Regions from separate parts of the Sus scrofa genome. Here regions 2 and 3 are each linked to region 1. Evidence: chromatin contacts called from public promoter capture Hi-C data. All regions are on one chromosome and are shown on one strand. Each heading gives the region's core, a stretch centred on a gene start, on an enhancer-like site or on the middle of the called end of the contact. The rest is flanking DNA. Distances are from core to core; before and after follow the strand shown. Region 1 holds the start of ZNF565 (zinc finger protein 565). Region 2 holds the start of ZNF570 (zinc finger protein 570). Region 3 holds the start of ZNF527 (zinc finger protein 527).

Region 1 (4,267 bases), core at 1,036-3,535:
TAATTTATGAGGACCTAAAATGTTATTGTTAGGCTCCCACCTCCCTATACCCTAAATGCTTTTCTTTTTCAGAGCTCTACCGGCTATTCTAGCTTGTCTATTTTTCCACATGAAGTGCACAATCAGCTTATTTAGGTCCAAGAGAAAAAAAACCAAAAACCTATGGATACTTTTACTGGGATAACATTAAATTAATAAATTAATTTGGGAGTTCCCACCATGGCTCAGTGATAACGAACCCAACTAGTATCCATGCGGACATTGGTTCGATCCCTGGCCTTGCTCAGTGGGTTAAGGATCCGGCGTTGCTGTTGCTGTGACTCTGGCATAGGCCAGCAACTGCAGCTCTGATTCGACTGCCCCTAGTATGGGAACTTTCATACGCCACATGTACTGACGTAAAAAGCATAAAAACCCCAAACCCTTGAATTTATCCACCTTTTTTTTTTTTTTTTTTTTTTTTTTGGTCCTTTTACGGCCACAGGTGTGGCATATGGAAGTTTCCAGGTTAGGGGTCGAAACGGAGCTGCAGCCCATGGCCTACGCTAGAGCCACAGCAACGCCAAATCCAAGCCAAGTCTGTGACCTACAATGCAGCTCAAGGCAACACCAGATCCTTAACCCACTGAGCAAGGCCAGGGATTGAACCCAAGTCCTCAAGCATACTAGTCTAGTGCATTACTGCTAAGCCACGATGGGAAATCTTGCACACACTTCTTTATGAGAAATTCCCACTGAAAAACATTGTATATTTATTTGTTCACATCTTATGTTACCCCCGAAAGCAGTATTCTAAAGTTCTTTTCCAATAGTTTTAAACGTTTCTTAAATTTACTCCTCGATTTTTAAAAGACAGTTCGTGTAAACAGTGGTCTTCTACTATACCTTCTACCTGACTGTTGTTTATTTGAAGGCTACTGATCTACAGACACTGATTTGGTAACCAATTATTTAACTCTCTTATTATTTAAAACCTTGAAGGACAACTGTGGGTTATCCTTAATAATAGTATCTCCCTTTCTTCACAAAACCCATACAACCTGAGAACACTTCCACGCATTTAGGAGTTAGTACACCTAACTAGTTCGGATTCATGGATAAACACTGCAGCAAGTTTGTTTGTTTTTTTTTTTCCCCAAAGAACGAGGATAACTGTGTTTATCCTAGAACCCCAGACCCTTGACTTCCTAGTACTCTGCTTTCTGCGATATGTTGACACTACTTCTCAAAAGGTAACGCTGATATCTACTCTACCTAGGCTTAACAGCAGCCCTATTAAAGTTCCTCAAAGATCAGAATATTTGAGACCGTTTGAAACAGGGTCCCCATAACAAAAAGTTCCTTTGAAATATTTCTGCTTGTTTAAAAAAAAAAGCAATAAGTCACGATGATTTGCATTGTACCTAATTAATAAGAAATGTATTTTATAGAAAAGCATATTTTAAAATTAATTACCACTTGGTGCTTAACCCCCTTCCAATCTGCAAGTAAATTAGGTATTCCAGGAAGATGGCACCGTTATTATCAGCACTTTCGACAAGAGAAGTGCCGCTCGGACGTTATCTCAATGCCGGTCTCCCTCTTAGACGCAAGCCATACATACCCTGAGCCCAGTTTCTTCCTCAATGTTCTCAAACATTTAGTCTAACTTGCGGTCAAACTCAGGGTCACGCACACTCGAACCCTCCTCAGAGGCCCCCACCCCCACCCCACACGTAGACTAGAAGCTCTAAAACCCACTCCCCTTCCTCGCGCCGCACCCCAATAGATCTGGAATCCTTCCCCTCAACCTCCCCGACCCTATCGGCCCAAGACGTCCACATCCCACCTCCTATTTTCGCGCCACGTGGACCCAGGGGCCGGACTGACCCGCGGACAAAGACCAAAATGTCCACTCGGTATGCTGCGCCTGCGCACTCAGAGGGCGAGTGAGCACTCCCAGAAACCCCCGCGACGCAGCCCGCACGGTCACCGCGGCCAAGCCCAAGCTGGTGTCTGGTTACCTTCTATCAAAGCAATGCCGCTTTTCCGGCCTTGAACTACATTTCCCTTAATGCTTTGCGGGTCGACACCCAGTATCTCCTTCTGCCTTTCCTATACGAATGTTGCGGCCACGTCCTTTGATTATGAGGCTCTCAGGTCAAGTAGTCCTACCTTGGGGGGATATCAGCTCAAGCCTGGTGGACGTTTGGAGCTGGAACCCTCCTCTTTGAAGCAGTGTCATATAGGCCGAGCTCTGACTTTCTGGTTTGAGGACGCCATCATGTCTCTGGCTGGTCTGGTCCTGGACTACGTTTCCCAGAGTCCACAGCGGCCCAGCGTTACGTGTCTCTTGACGTCGTGGCGAGATCGTTTGCTCCGCCGGGACCCGGACGCGACCAAGGGGAGGCAGAAGGTGAGGGGTCTGGGAGTCTGGGGCGGGGACGGGGCGTGTCCAGAGCCTTGGGTTTGTGCGCGCTGGCGGGAACGGGCTGAGGATGCGCTATTTTGAATGTGTCTTTGTGTGTCATGGTGGTGAGTAGATTGTGTAACTGCGTTAGTGGTGTGATTGTGCCTGTGTATACGGGTGTGGAGGTGTCTATGATTGTGTAGTTGTGTCCTGTGTGTGTTAAGAGTGGATGTGTGGTTGTGTCCGTGTGACACTATTTTGTGCAGCACCAATTTTGTGGGTGTGAGGTCCCTGTGACTCTAGTGCTCTGACAAATTATAGCCCTGAACAGCGAGCATCTGTAACACCGAGATTGGGCATCTTCTGTGCCCTCCCTCCTCCTGTGTAGGACGGGTGGGCGATGACCCATTAAAACTGCCCTGGCTCCTCATGATTGCTTTTTCTTGACTCTTCTCTAAGACATACATTGAAAGGAGAAGGAAAGAACTATTGTTGAACATCCAGAAGCCAAGCTGTCCGTGCATCAAGTTTTCTTCTTCCCCTGAAACCCTTCTTTCTCTACGTGTGTTAAAAAAGCAAAACAAAAAATTCAGCCAAATAAACGTGAAAATTAATTGTCCTTATTTAACAGTTCATGAATCGGGCAGGATCCTATCTAGCAAACGGAGAGATACTCCAAGGAGATGTACAAAATCGAAAGTTTTCATAGGCAGTAGGAAAGTGGGGCAAGGAAGTTACTAGCAAAAGAAAAGAAAGCATTGTTTTAGGCCCGGTCACCTTTTAGGGGAGGGGAACGGCTAGGGTTTTATCATGCAAATTATCTCTCTGGTGCTAACCAGGAAATTCCAGATTGATTGTTTAAAGATTTAACACATTCTTGAGAAAGCCTGAAACTAGAAATAAGTCTTGGTTTGTTATTGTGGGGACAAATGACACCATTTGGGGCTTGTTATTTCCTTTCAACACGTGCTTTTCTTTCCTCCTTCTGAAACTTCTTACTTAACACAGATAAGACACCACCACCCTGCCCCGGGAGAAACTAGTGTCTGGTATTTGCCTTTGAGTAAATTTCTGAGTGCCATGAAGGTGAACTGAAGGACCCACACCCTCTTTGCTCCCTGCACACCTAATGTTCATCTACAATTTTTTAAACATTTGAATTGGCTTTAGATTTAAAACTGCTACAAAAAAAGATTTCTCCAAATACTCTTAACCCAGTTTCTCTATAGGTTACCATTTTACATAATCACAGTACATGGTCAAAATTAGATTAACACTCATATATTATTAATCACTAATCTACAAACCTTATTCAAATTTCATCGGTGTCTTTAGGGTCCTTTCTGGATAAGGATCCAATCCAGGATCATATATTGCCATTGATAATTCTCCTTAGTCTTCTTTAAACTGGCATAGTCACTTAAGTCTTTCCTTGTCTTCCATGACCTTGAGAACTGGCCATTTTGTAAATTCTGCAATGTAGTCTTCCTCAATTCGAGGTTGTCTGATACTCCATAATTAAATTCAGGTTATGCAGTTGAAGCAAGACCACCCCAAGAGGAATGTATTCTTCTCAATGCATCTCATTGAGAGTCCCATGAGATCAATTTGTCTCATTGTTAGCGGTGTTAACTTTAATTTGCCAGGTTTCTCCACTGCAAAATCATTCTTTTCCCTTTATAGTTAATGTATCTCATGGAGAAAGACTTTGCCTATAAATATGCTGTTTATCAATCTTTCACCAACTGCATCCATTGCTAATTCTATTTCTTTTTCTTTTTTTTTTTTGTCTTTTGTCTTTTTAGGGCCACACCAGCAGCTTATGGAGGTTCCCGGGCTAGGGGTCTAATTGGAGCTGTAGCTACGGGCCTACAGCAC
Region 2 (4,267 bases), core at 826-3,325, 870 kb before region 1:
CTAAAAAGACAAAAAAAAAAAAAAAAAAAGATTTTTAATTGGAACATCTGAGATGGGAAAGTATATAAAAGTATTACAATAGATTCTTCTGTTTCTTTCTTTGTCCCATTCAGTTTATTTTCAATAGCAGCCAGTGTGATGGGAATCAGATCATGCCCCTCCGATGCCCCAAAATTTCCAGTGGCTCATTTCACTCAGTTTGAGACAGATGAATCCGAGGTATCCATTCCACAACTAAATGAAGATGCTGAATAGGCAGTTAGATATATTCGTCTGGATTTTTGGAGAGGGTTCTGGGCTGTATACAATTTGGTAGTTGTTGGCATATTGATGGTATTTTAAGCCATGAGACGAAATGAGATCAACAAAGGAGTATAGATAGAGAAGAAGATAAGGACTAAGCCCTCTTAGTTAATAGGTGCTTAGTAAAAATCTGTTTATTGAATGAACATTTGGACAGAGACTAGAATGAATAAGTTAGTCTGTATCTGGGGGGACAGCATTCTAGGTAGAGGTAACAGTAAGTGCAAGGCCACGAGTTAAAAGTGTACTTGACTCACTAAAAGGAAGCTAGTGTGGCTGGAACTGAGTGAGTGAGTTAGAGACAGAGCGAGAAAAATTAGATGAGGTTGGAGGGATAGCCAGGGACCAAATATTTACCGCCTTGCAGGCCAGGGCAAGGACTTTAGCATTTATCCAGAATAAGGTGGGAATCCATTGGAGGATTTTAAAAAGTGATGTGATTGGTTACCCAGAAAGGTTTCAGCAGAAGGAAAGTCTGCTCTTTTGAAAAGCAGGAAAATATTTCAGGAAAGAGAAACACTAACTCACCTGGTACATGGCTTTAAGAAGTCCAACAGCCATTCTTTCCTCCCCTTGGCTCTTCACTTGAGAAATGGCACAGCCCTTAGATGAGTGAGATGAAGAAAAGAACATCAGAAACTAGGCTTTCCTTGCAGCATCCAGAATAAGCAGCATAGAATTTTTTGGCTTCTTTTTTCCTCTGTTGCACCCTTCCCTCCAATAGAGAAAGCTTAATAGAGACCTAGGAATCTAATGGCATACAATTTAACCTGTGCCTAAATCACTTCCTAATTTATTATTTTAACAACAGATTTTCTAGATTTTGCAAATAAAGACTGACTCCAAGCAATGTAACTATTTGCATAAAGACACACAGCTAATAAATAACAGCACCAAGATCAAACAAAGGTCTTCCTGACTCCACTTATCTTTCTTTCTCCTCACCAGTAGATCAGTGGCTCTGAAACTTGGTGACACACTTGGCTAGCTTTAATGGATATTGGTGGCACAGTCTCACTCAGTCCCCACTACCCTCCCCGACACACACATACATTCACAAATTCTTAAAAACTACAGCGCCAACCACCATCTTACGAAGATCACAGTCAGCGGCCATGGGTACCGGCAGACTCACACCGTCACCTCTCCCATAACACCCAGCCTCAAATATCAGTGTATCACAACCGATGGTCTCACTCACACACTCCAACCACAAAGAGGCCGAGGATACAGGAACAACAGGGGACAGAGTCCCCTCTCACCCCTACTGACAGTCTCACCTTCTGTGGCACCAACCATCGACTCACACCCACAGTCACAGAAATCTGATGTGCACAGGCATATCGGGTGACAGGCTCACGCACCGTAAGGTATCAATCACCTTCTCACACGAAGAGTCACAGAAAAGGCCCAGGACCGACGTCTGGGTGACCCACAGGCCACTCCTCAACCCACTTCCTACCTGCAGAACTGAACTGCCGGAAGATCGGGTCCCAGCCCGGAAGGCTCCGGCAACCTCCTCTCGGGCCCACCTCCTGCCCTGAATCTGAAGGAACTCAGCCTCCGCGGGCCTGGAAATAAGCGACTCGGCCTCCGGAGGACACAAAGGCGCCAGGGGCCCAGTGCTCGCGGGGGCCTCTGGGAAATGTAGTCCTAACCAGAAAAAGCCTCGGCGCGGGGGATACCAACAGCCACAGGGCGGCTCTGCTGGGGATACGTAACATCGCCCCCTACGCCCCGGCTCCTGCCACAGCGAATTCCCCCTGGCCTTGCCGGAGCGTGGAAGTCTCAATCGCTTCCTCTCTGCTTCAAACCTGGGTCCGCCACAGGACGAGGCCAAGCGTCACGCTAGACGGTTTCGGATTGAAGTGCGCAGGCACTAGGTCTCGGTCCACCTCCCTTAGTAACCAGGCGGAGAATTACAGGCAGTGTGTTAACCGCAGGGGGTCGAGTTGGTGTGTAGGGCCGCCCCTACACAAAGTGGGTGAGGATGAGGTCCCATATTCTGAGAGACGGGAAAAAAAAGTGTGGCGGGGCAGTTGGGAGTGAAGTGCGCAGATGCATTATGTTCCCTCCCGGTCCTACCTCCCACTAGGGCGTTCTTGCCCTGGGAATGAAGACCGGAGGGGAGGGGTCAGGATCTAGAAGTTCATCCCTTTGCGTATGATTCCTGTATTTGTGATTTGGTGACTGTGGATGTGAATGTGTCCCGTCTTCCTAAAATAGATCCTCTGCCGGGTATCTTCAAAGTTCCCTTACTGGCTACATACGGATGTAAATGTCTCCAACAGGTCTTCTCTGATTACACCTCTCCTTCAATACTCCATGACTCCTTAACCTGACTCTATACCCCCTTAGAACAATAGTGTTTATAATTTATTTGTTTTGGTTTCTGTCACATGACTGATTTTGTCGGTTACTGCATGACCTTTTGATCCTGTCGTGTGTGTTGAGAGACCATGCAAAAATCTTGAATGTTGGAGTGAGCATGGTGCATTTCTGTGACCATGTGTGTGATTGTGTTATTTGTGTGTGACATTTGTGAGGTTAACTATAAGAATGTACTATGATAGAAAGTGACTGGTAGAGAGTGGAGTAGGAGTGTATGGCAGACCTTGAGGATCAGACCAATGGGTGTGGGTTTTCTTGAGATCATTTCATAATAATAAGGTAGTTCATCAAGAGAAAATAATCATAAATGTTTATGCACTTAATAATAACATCAAAATACATGAAAGAAAATCTGATAAAGTTAGGAGAAGGAGATAAATCCACAATTATAATCCAGATGTTCCGCTTATACTCTCAGTAACTGTTAGAACAAGTAGGCAGAGAATCAGTTTAAAACAGAAAATTTGAAAAACACTGTCATCGACCTAACTGATATTTACAGAGCACTGCAACCAACAACAGCAAAAAATATTAATTAAAAAATAAAATAAAATGAGTTCCTTAGTGGCCTAGCAGTTAAAGATTTGGCATTGTCACTTTTATGGCTCAGTTTGATTCAACAACAAACAAATCCACAAAAACCCTAATTTTTTCAAGTGCACATGTAACATTTACAAAGATAAAAAATATTCTGGATACTTCACATTGGACAGTCACCTGTGTGGGAAGAAAAGAGGAAGCTAAATTAAATAAAGAAAATATGATTCAGGAGTTCCCATCATGGCTCAGTGGTCAATGAGTCCAACTGGGAACCATGGGGTTGCGGGTTCGGTCCCTGGCCTTCCTCAGTTGGTTAGGGATCCAGTGCTGCCGTGGGCTGTGGTGTAGGTCTCGGCCAAGGCTCGGATCCCAAGTTGCTGTGGCTCTGGCATGGGCTGGCAGCTGCAGCTCCGATTGGACCCCTGGCCTGGGAATCTCCATAGGCCACAGGTGTGGCCCTAGAAAAAACAAACAAAAAAGACAAAAAAGACAAAAAAAAAAAGAAAATATGATTCAACTTCCTTGTAAGTTATTCAATAGTGTTTTTGTGGAATGCACTGGATTATTCGATAAAAATACTGATAAAAAGTATTGATAGAAAAAATATTCTGGGCCACAAAACAAGCCTCTTTCCACAATGGAGTTAAAGTATAAATCAGTTAGCTGAAAGATAATATGGATAATTACCCAATATTTGGAAATGAGCACATTCCTAAGAAACTGCTGGGGAGTTCCCGGCGTGGCTCAGCAGTAACAAACCTGACTAGTAGCCATGAGGTTGCCGGTTCCATCCCTGGCCTCGCTCATGGGTTAAAGATCCAGCGTTGCTGTGAGCTTTGGTGTAGGTCCCAAATGTGCCTTGGATCCTGAGTTGCTGGGGCTGTAGTGTAGGCTGGCAGCTGCATCTCTGATTCAACCCTTGGCCTGGGAACTTCTATATGTTGCAGGTGCAGCCCTTAAAAGCAAAAAAAAAAAAAAAAAAAAAAAAGTCAATTCACCCCAATTAATTTACATACTCAGTACAATCTCAGTG
Region 3 (4,267 bases), core at 1,157-3,656, 730 kb before region 1:
GTGGGTTAAGGATCTGGCATTGCCACAGTCACGGCTTGGGTAGCAACTGTGGCTTGGATCTGATCCCTGGCCGGGGACTCCATATGGCAGGGCAGCCAAAAATGGGGGGAGGAAAAAAAAAAACAGCTTAAACAGCAATTCCCTAGTGGCCTAGCAGGTTAAGGATCTGGCATTAACACTGCTGTGGTGTGAGTTCAATCCTTGGCCCAGGAACTTGCCATGGGCACAGCCAAAAAAAAAAAAAAAAAAAGCTTAAAAAGCTAACTCATACATGCATGGGACTCAAAAACTGGTCCTCTTTCAAGAGACCACAATGTTTACATGGGAAATATTCAACATAATCTGAGAAATCAGTGCTATACATTTTTCAGAGCAGCATCTTCAGCAGTGGCAGATGTCACCTCTAATACTCCAAAGTTGTTCAGCCTGAAGCAAACACTGCCAAATTTTAATGCCAAGCCAACAACGAACTACACAGCCTGAAACAAGTCCCTGGTCTTCTCAGAGCCAGCATTCCTTCATTCTGAAAACAAGGATAGTTGCGTTTGACTTGGAATTTAAGATATACAACCCTCTAATTCTGGGCTACTCTGCACTAGCCAACTCAATCTCTAAGAAAATTATTTCCATAGCGTAATGCAGCTTGAAATTGTCCATAAAAGCCTTTGCAACCTGAGAGGAGAATCAGTGGAGTCCTCTCTCAGCATCTGAGAACTCTAAGTAGCATCAACATAAAAGAAATACCTTCTAAATTGCTGTTCCAAATGGCTGTGTATCTCTTGAATACTATTTTTCAAATTTGAGAGGAACCATCAGTCTCTGAAAGAAAGTGATGGAAAAGACTTGGGCTTTATCTAGCCCCCAGAGGCACACTGAATCTCCACTGCTTCCCTCACTGTCCGACTGTCACAGCTTTTCTTTCCTCACTACTCTCTATGCCAGGAGTTGCATGAGCCAACTCCTGGCATAGAGAAGGGCCACTCTTGTTGCCGCTTCGATTCTACACACACATGTGAAAAAGAAATGAGAACACTTTTCTTTATTAAGAGAAAAAGTCAAAACCAAAAACTTAGTTCACTTGGTACTCGATTAAAGGAGCCATGCCTTTCTCAGCACCAACCATGGAAGAGTTTTGACAAGAACAAATATAAAAATAAAAAATAAATCTCAAACTCCATGGCTTCCTAAAGAGAGGAAGCCGGGGTTTCCAGATTGGGCTTTTCGCCCCCAAAAGCAGCCAGTATGACGACGATCTCACCACAATGTCTTTACATGGGGTTCTGTGACTCTCAAAGGGACTGAAGAGACTCAGATTAAAGTTCCAGATCCAGAAAGCACAGACAATCCTCTACACAACACCCTCAGAAACTAGGGGCCCCATCTTTTGCTATCACAACATGGGAAAGATCAAGGGAGTTTAGTACTTAAAAGCAAGGATGCTGGGGCCAAATAGCGTGGGTTTAAGTCCCAGATCTGTCTCTTAGTAAACTGTACCAACGTGGGTGAGTAATTTTAATCCTACCATAATCTACTGTGCCTCATAATCACACAGTAGGTTTCACACAAACATACAAATTCTCACCTGATCACACACATATACTTGGTTACACAATCACACCTGCAATGTTACACACATACACAGTGGCATAAACACAAAGACAGAGATGATGATACGCAAGCACTCCAACAGAGAGACAATCACACACAACCTCATACACAGTGACATACCACAAAAGGTCACACATCCTGCCACAATTACTCATACAAAATTATACCTGCAGAGGTAGATGGTCATGGGCACAAAATCACACCTTCTGTCACACACATTCAAACGCACTTATCTCCACAGAGACAAGTGATCTAACATAATCATTCACACACATCCACATGGCGACACACACACCATGTCACACCCAGTGTCTCACAAATCTATGCACAACAGCACCTGCAGAGAGAGACCCACATAAACGCACACATAGAGTTTTACACCAGACAGACGGGTCACAGTCGCGCACAATCATACACTTGGTGGCATAGAAGAACACACTGTCACACCCCCAGCCTCTCACGTAGCTATACTTGGTGACACACGGTCTCCCCAAAGGCACCCGCCTGGTCCCCATCCCAGCCCCTACTGGTCCACTCCAAGCCCGGCCCTGACCGCCAGCTCTCGCGCGCAGCCAGGCCCCACTCACCTCCCAGCGCCGCTGGCTCTGGAAACCCGCCCAGCGACCCGAGACTCGCAACGTAGCCTCCCAGGATACCCCGCGGGGCGGAGCGGGGCGGGGACTGAGGCGCGGGGCACCCTGACTTCGGCTGGGAAAACATGCAAATACGGGAACCTGGTCGTAGCGACGTAGCTTTTCCTTCAGACCCTGAGGACCACGAGCCCCAGAACGCTTTGCGTCTCGGCCTATTTGCAGAATGAACTACATTTCCCAGAGGGCCCCGAGCGCGCCTGCGCTACAGGCGGAAGCTGCCTCAGGTGCGGAGACCAGAACATTGTGTGACCCTGGGCGATTTGGGCACTCAAGTGACCATGGGCGTCTGTGTGAGGGACTGGTGGAGCTGCGCTGGTCCGTGACTGTTATTGAATCCCTGGGTGTGGCGGTTTGTGTGTAACTCTCGATGCACACTTGTGCTTGCGCACGTCTGGGCGACGAGCTGTCAGTGTAGTGAGCCTCTGTATTTTAGATCACATCCTGTGATAGGTCGCTGTGTGACAGATCGTCGGTCTGTGATGCCAAGAATGGGAGAGTGATTGTTGGGTATGTAAGGGTCTGTGGCAGGCTTTGGCCATGACGTTTCTGTAAGTGTGTTCTTATCCCAGAGATCGCAGTTTACTGATAACGGGCGATGAAGCTTTGTTTCTAGGTTTGTCTTTAGGATTGAGTCCGTGATAGAGGTCTTTGTGTGTCTCTGTGTACCCGACTCCAGGTGTAACTGTTCTCCCACCTCTCACCCCTGGCCATGGGCAGAGTCATTGCTATCCTCTTTTTTATATCCCTTCTCTTCTTGCTGTTAATGTGATACCAGGCACTGGAGGGCAACTAGATTCTAATTGTAGGAAAATGCTTATTTGCACCAAAGCCTTTTTTTTTTTTTTTTTTTTTTTTTTTTTTTTGTCTTCTGTCTTTTTAGGACCGCATCTGCAGCATATGGAGGTTTCCAGGCTAGGGGTGGAATAGGAGCTGTATCCGCCGGCCTACACCACAGCCACAGCAACTCCAGATCCAAGCCACGTCTGAGATCTACACCACAGCTCCTGGCAATACCGGATCCTTAACCCACTGAGTGAGGCCAGGGATTGAACCTGCAACCTCATGACAGGGAACTCTTTCTTTCTTTTTCTCTCTCTCTCTCTCTTTTTTTTTTTTTTTTTTTTTGCAAAGGCATTTATGATGTAGCCAATAGCTTGGTGGTTTCTTTTGTTGCTGTTTCTACCTTTTCACTTTACAACTAATTGTGGCCCAGCTTTAAGAAAACTGTCCACAGAAGGACAAGAGTTACAAATGTGTGAAGAAGGAAGGTTAAAGTGAACTTCATGATATTAGATTGGAACTAGAGATATCCATATGAACTGATAATTTTTTTTAGACAGACATGTTTGTATATACACAGATATAAATTTTCTAGCTCTGTCGACAGCGATGGCCTTAGAGCAGTGGCCACATCTATCACCTAGATCTTGGTTTCTAAATATCACTCTCCACAAAAAGGAACCATGGTTTCTTGGCTAATTTAAGGACTGGTGCTGGGAAAGTACAAGATCAGCATTTAATATCTTGCACTATCAAAAGTTAAGGAGATGAGGAGTTCCCACTGTGGCTCAGTGGTAACGAATCCAACTATTATCCATGAGGACTCGGGTTCAATCCCTGGCCTCGCTCAGTGGGTTAAGGATCTGGCATTGCAGTGAGCTGTGGTGTAGGTCGAAGATGTGGCTCTGATCTGGTGTGGCTGTTGTGTAGGCTGGCAGCTACAGCTCTGATTTGACCCCTAGCCTAGGAACTTCCATATGCCCCGGGGGGGGGGGGGCCTAAAAAGACCGAAAAAAAAAATTAAGGAGATGCTCAAAAGGATGATGGGATGTGCCAAAAAGACACAGGGGACAGCTTGAAGGGGCTCCTACTGGCTAAATCTAGGAAACATTGAGATAAAAGTTATAAAAAGGATATGTAATACATCCCGTAGTAACCCAATTCACCATTCAGAGGCAAACTGTCAAGGTTCCAGCAAGAAACCAGAATTCTTAATTTTCCTCTTC

Evidence for each region. Promoter capture Hi-C pulls out the DNA fragments that hold promoters and counts their contacts.
Region 2: a promoter capture Hi-C map of fetal skeletal muscle shows a contact between it and region 1, with 4 times the contacts expected there. The contact joins the promoter of ZNF570 here to the promoter of ZNF565 in region 1. A contact is called at or near these places in 3 of 5 promoter capture datasets (fetal liver, fetal skeletal muscle and liver) and 2 of 47 Hi-C or Micro-C datasets (heart right ventricle and subcutaneous adipose tissue).
Region 3: a promoter capture Hi-C map of liver shows a contact between it and region 1, with 5 times the contacts expected there. The contact joins the promoter of ZNF527 here to the promoter of ZNF565 in region 1. A contact is called at or near these places in 2 of 5 promoter capture datasets (fetal liver and liver) and 1 of 47 Hi-C or Micro-C datasets (heart right ventricle).

The regions. Positions count from the first base shown.
Region 1 is chr6:45,574,984-45,579,250 of Sscrofa11.1, reverse strand. ZNF565 (zinc finger protein 565) reads left to right here and starts at 2,285. Exons shown (of 6, transcript XM_021097171.1): 1 at 2,285-2,395. ZNF146 (zinc finger protein OZF) reads right to left here. Exons shown (of 7, transcript XR_002345320.1): 5 at 2,155-2,947.
Region 2 is chr6:46,440,365-46,444,631 of Sscrofa11.1, reverse strand. ZNF570 (zinc finger protein 570) reads right to left here and starts at 2,075. Exons shown (of 5, transcript XM_013998450.2): 1 at 1,685-2,075; 2 at 832-906. The coding sequence starts at 864.
Region 3 is chr6:46,302,173-46,306,439 of Sscrofa11.1, reverse strand. ZNF527 (zinc finger protein 527) reads right to left here and starts at 2,406. Exons shown (of 5, transcript XM_013998435.2): 1 at 2,196-2,406.